2 separate regions of the Pan troglodytes genome follow, and region 2 is linked to region 1. A link is a contact called in public HiChIP or PLAC-seq data. All regions are on one chromosome and are shown on one strand. The core of a region is the stretch at or near the end of the contact, and the rest is flanking DNA. Distances in the headings are between cores, read along the strand shown.

Evidence for each region. HiChIP or PLAC-seq counts read pairs in DNA pulled down with a chosen protein or histone mark.
Region 2: a contact with region 1 is called in an H3K4me3 HiChIP or PLAC-seq map of stem cell-derived excitatory neurons, with 2.1 times the contacts expected there. The contact joins the promoter of NRAS here to the promoter of BCAS2 in region 1. A contact is called at or near these places in 1 of 7 Hi-C or Micro-C datasets (stem cell-derived neural progenitor cells), 1 of 1 datasets of contacts at active chromatin or transcription factors (stem cell-derived excitatory neurons) and 1 of 1 other capture datasets (stem cell-derived neural stem cells).

What each region holds. Positions count from the first base shown.
Region 1 is chr1:111,811,687-111,814,437 of NHGRI_mPanTro3-v2.0_pri, reverse strand. It overlaps BCAS2 (BCAS2 pre-mRNA processing factor), which reads left to right and starts at 1,274. Exons shown (of 7, transcript XM_513670.6): 1 at 1,274-1,863; 2 at 1,971-2,063. The coding sequence starts at 1,771.
Region 2 is chr1:111,946,746-111,949,445 of NHGRI_mPanTro3-v2.0_pri, reverse strand. It overlaps NRAS (NRAS proto-oncogene, GTPase), which reads left to right and starts at 1,339. Exons shown (of 7, transcript XM_001149822.6): 1 at 1,339-1,493; 2 at 1,971-2,098. The coding sequence starts at 1,988. CSDE1 (cold shock domain containing E1) reads left to right here. Exons shown (of 20, transcript XM_001160588.7): 20 at 1-1,235.

The sequences.
Region 1 (2,751 bases), core at 25-2,524:
ACAAAACTGTGTAAGTTGTATTGTGATACAGTTTATTGACTTGTACAGTATTGTCATTACAACCCATTCAGGTATGCATGAATCTGAAGCAGAACACCATTTAAGACTGGTGCTGTATAATATAATTCCTACAGATGTGGGTCCAGGGAATAGAACTGAGCCTGTCTTTTTTTTAATGTTAAGCAGGTTACCCCCAGTGGGGCTTCTACTAGACATCTCTCCATTTGGTCTCTTCTTACACTCCAACCCAGCAGGAACAGTTAATAATTGGATGTTTATAAAATGGGGGTAAAAGGGTTTACTGTGATGGATCCTGGCTATCCCTCTAGGAGGAGACCTTTGCTTCAGCAATGGTGTCTTCATCCTCGCAGCCTGAAGCTGCTTCATTTCCTTAGGTCTGTTGTGTTTTCTGTAAAGTGTTAGGAATTCTGGATATTTTTGTAAAAGAATCAAGATTTGTATAAAATGTTTACAGATCTTTTAATGAATAAATACATAAAAACCCCACAGATCCCTTGGAGAATTCTTTAAGATCTTTTATGTCACTTAAATCTATAGCTAGCACATTTACCTAATGGTACTTCGGTAATAAGAATTAGTCTTAGACTGACCAGGCTTAATAACGGAGGTCAACATTTCCAGGCTCTTGGCAGACAAAGTCTGGGTCTAGACTGCACACCGGGCAGGGCATATAGTCTGACAACTTTATTTGGTTTTTACCTGCTTAATCAAAGGGAGGCTGCTTAGTCCAGGAGCCATGCAGAAGAGAAAGTGCATGGGCAGCAGCTTGAGTGGTTCGGAGGCAGTGAGGAATGCCATTCTATTACCGTTACGTCCTAAAGGCAAAATGACAGGATTTTTAAGGAACTGAGGTTCCTTTTGATACGCAGACCATAAAGCTTCACAATTTTAATTGGAGACTGGCGCCCAATTCTAGAGTCTCTTTAAAAAATGTACTTATCCAATGCAAAGGTTTTAAGGGTGCCGAGGGGGAAGGATAGTTGGGGTACAGCAAGGAAGTAAAAGAGGAATGACCCGGGGTGCAGTGGCTCACGCCTGTATTCCCCACATTTTGGGAGGCCCGGAGTTCGAGGCTAGGCTTGGCAACATAGAAAGGCTCCATCTCTACAAAAAAAAATTAAAAATTAGCCAGGCACGGTGGTGTGCACCTCTAGGCCCAGCTACTAGGGAGGCTGAGGTGGAAGGATCGCTTGGGCCCGGGGGGTTGAGGCTGCAGTGAGCTATGATCACGCCACTGCACTCCAACCTGGGCAGCAGAACAAAGACCCTGTGTCTACAATAAAAAAGGAAAAAAGTCTCGCACAGAGGAAGAGAAGATTAAGGGGAGAAGGTGGGAGTAAGCAGAGGTGGGAAACCAGTTTATCTCTCCCCGCCAAATGCTGCAGCCAGTTCCCTCCAAAAGTGTTAAGGGGCTCCCCTTCCAGATATCAATGTTTTGGAGGAAACGAAAAGCCCCAACTTCAAATCGCCGCCATTCGCAGGCAAAAAAAAGGGCAGTAAGCAGAGGACAGGAAATTGAGGCCTTTCGCTGACGCAGACAAGCCAAGACGTTACGTCACGTCCGCCCAAAACAAACCAGCCTGGCAATTTCTAGATACCGGGCGGACCCGCCTTCAAAATTAGCAACTGAGCATGCACTAACGTCAATACGGAGGGAACGTGATTACATCAGTGTCAGGCGCCGGCGTAATTAAATATAACTGAGTTTACGCAGACGCAGAAGACGCAGGCAAACCTGAGGTCCTCAGAATGGCGGGCACAGGTTTGGTGGCCGGAGAGGTTGTGGTGGATGCGCTGCCGTATTTTGATCAAGGTTATGAAGCCCCTGGTGTGCGGGAAGCGGTGAGTGCGGGGTGTCTTTGTAGCTGACTCACTGCTAGCTGGCTCGGTACTGAAAGAAACATGTTACAATTTGCCACTTCTACCCTGGTCCCTATTCTCTTTCTTAGGCTGCAGCGCTGGTGGAGGAGGAAACTCGCAGATACCGACCTACTAAGAACTACCTGAGCTACCTGACAGCCCCGGATTATTCTGCCTTTGAAGTAAGTATGTCTTGAGCCCAGGTGTGAACGAGAATTCCTGTGAACCTTTACTTTGGATTGAGAGCTTTAAATTCCAGTTTTAACCATTGCCTGCATAGCTACTACTTACCTACTGTATAGGTGTCAGTCTATTGAAAACAACTAGATAGATAAGTCTTCTCCGAGGTTCTTATTCTAAGATCCATAGGAAGACTTTCTGGGGCTCCACAACTCACTTAATGCAAAAATTTGTGGCTACCATTCTTTGAGATAGGATCCATGCGTAAATTCTCAAAGGGACCCTCTCCTGCCAAGATTCACTCTACAGCAAGTGATCTAGGGTTTTTTAATATGTATAAGCCTAATTACCTAAGCTCTTTAGAACCACTGGAGAGTGGCATATTAAAGTCTAGTTATTTACCAAATGTATGTGATACGACTGAAAGGACAAACCATATCCAAGTGTATACTACTTTTTTCTCAGCCTTCTCCTTTTTTCTGTAATCTATCCGATGTTTTTATTAACACATTTCTGATTAATGTAGGCAAGAATTTTCACTGATACGAATACTTTACAAGTGCTAGGTGCCATTCTAGATTCTGAGATCATAGAGATATATGGGGTTTTAAAAAATATATTTTGTTTTCTTTTAATTTTTCTTTTCTTTATTTAAGACAAACATCCTCTCCAAAAAAGATAGGGTTTCTG
Region 2 (2,700 bases), core at 90-2,589, 130 kb before region 1:
AATCCACTATGATCAAGTTGGGGGGAATCTGGTGAAGGGTTCTGAGTATCTCCCTCTTCATCCCTCCCGAAATCTGGAATACTTATTCTATTGAGCTATTACACCAGTTTTAACACCTTCCTCGTGTTATGTTTAAAAAAATAAATAAATTTAAGAAAACCATTTTAAATAATGCACAGTTGCAGCCTGGAAAAACTTAAGGTGGCGCCTTATAGTATCAATTTTAGGAGCTTTATTTGGTGCATTTAACGCAACTGGTAATTGCAGAATCCACTTTGCCTGTGTAAGTGAAAAATATAGACTGTTATCTTGTTGGCCCTATGAAATTCTGCACTTTTCATTATATACTCTACCTTCATTAATTACTTCTGGCAAGATGTTCTGCCTTAGCACTCAGTTGCATTCTTTTCCTTTTTCTTCCTGTTCATTATGCTTTAATTCTGAGGACCATATGAGGGTAGAATATATTATCTTTTAAAAATTACAAAAATTTGTATAGGCAAACCATTTCTTAAAGTTGATGGCCAAATTTTAAAATGTTATTTTTCATATCATTTATAATCTTGTCACAATCCACTTAAAGAAGTTTGGTTATATTTCAGTGAAAATTATCTTCCAGAGTAGGTTTTTTTTCGTGGGTTGGGGGGTAACTTTACTACAATTAGTAGGTATGGTGCAGAATTTCATGCAAATGAGGAGTGCCAGCAGTGTGATAATTTAAACATATTTAAACAAAAACAAAAAAAATGAATGCACAAACTTGCTGCTGCTTAGATCACTGCAGCTTCTAGGACCCGGTTTCTTTTACTGATTTAAAAACAAAACAAAACAAAAAAAAAATAAAAAGGTTGTGCCTGAAATGAATCTTGTTTTTTTTATAAGTAGCCGCCTGGTTACTGTGTCCTGTAAAATACAGACACTTGACCCTTGGTGTAGCTTCTGTTCAACTTTATATCACGGGAATGGATGGGTCTGATTTCTTGGCCCTCTTCTTGAATTGGCCATATACAGGGTCCCTGGCCAGTGGACTGAAGGCTTTGTCTAAGATGACAAGGGTCAGCTCAGGGGATGTGGGGGAGGGCGGTTTTATCTTCCCCCTTGTCGTTTGAGGTTTTGATCTCTGGGTAAAGAGGCCGTTTATCTTTGTAAACACAAAACATTTTTGCTTTCTCCAGTTTTCTGTTAATGGCGAAAGAATGGAAGCGAATAAAGTTTTACTGATTTTTGAGACACTAGCACCTAGCGCTTTCATTATTGAAACGTCCCGTGTGGGAGGGGCGGGTCTGGGTGCGGCCTGCCGCATGACTCGTGGTTCGGAGGCCCACGTGGCCGGGGCGGGGACTCAGGCGCCTGGGGCGCCGACTGATTACGTAGCGGGCGGGGCCGGAAGTGCCGCTCCTTGGTGGGGGCTGTTCATGGCGGTTCCGGGGTCTCCAACATTTTTCCCGGCTGTGGTCCTAAATCTGTCCAAAGCAGAGGCAGTGGAGCTTGAGGTAAGTTTATCTCATGCATAGTGTTCGGCTTTGGGCTGTGGAATGTTCAGGCGTTTCACTGATGCCAGAAATCGAGCAGAATCTATCAGCTGGAGACAAAGGCCTTGGGCGGGGGTCCTTCCATTTGGTGCCTACGTGGGGAGATCTTTGGAGACAGGGAGAATGGGAAGGAGTTGCGGCCTGGAGGCTTCCTGCTAGAGCAGAGAAGCCTTCGGGGAGTAATAGGAAGGGGGATTTCCATTGCTTAGGCTGAGGGCGGGGCCCAAGGACTGTTGAAAAATAGCTAAGGATGGGGGTTGCTAGAAAACTACTCCAGAAGTGTGAGGCCGATATTAGTCCAGTGTTTTTGCGTTCTCTAGTCACTTTAAGAACCAAATGGAAGGTCACACTGGGGTTTTCATTTCTATTGATTATAGAAAGCTTTAAAGTACTGTAGATGTGGCTCGCCAATTAACCCTGATTACTGGTTTCCAACAGGTTCTTGCTGGTGTGAAATGACTGAGTACAAACTGGTGGTGGTTGGAGCAGGTGGTGTTGGGAAAAGCGCACTGACAATCCAGCTAATCCAGAACCACTTTGTAGATGAATATGATCCCACCATAGAGGTGAGGCCCAGTGGTAGCCCGCTGACCTGATCCTGTCTCTCACTTGTCGGATCATCTTTACCCATATTCTGTATTAAAGGAATAAGAGGAGAGAAAGTAAAAAGTTATTTTGGGTATACATTCAGTTATGCAATAAGCTTAACGTGTTTATAGAGAACAGTTCATTTTTATTAGCTGCTGAAGTTTCTAAAACCTGTCCAGTTTTTAACAGTTCTGTAAACTATTGCAAACTCAGTGTTGAGTTCATTCATGAGTTTCTTCATATATAACGGCTCTATTACATGAGAAACACAGGCCATAGTAGCGAGACTGTCTGATTGTATGGGAGATAATAGGATGGAGATAAAGGATTCAGAGATGAGTGTTCTTCAATATTTATTTATTAGCTAGTTGAAGCAGCTGAGACCAGATGATTGGAGTAGCAAGAACTTGAGATTTTTAGTCTTTATGCCTAGGATTTTGGTCCCTGTTTGCAGTTTATTTAGTTGTGTGATATTGAGCAACTGAATCTCTCCCAACCTCATTTTCCTCATGTTTTAAATTACCATAAACTTGTCCTGCCTACCACACAGGGATGTTATGGAAAGTTAAATAATATATTT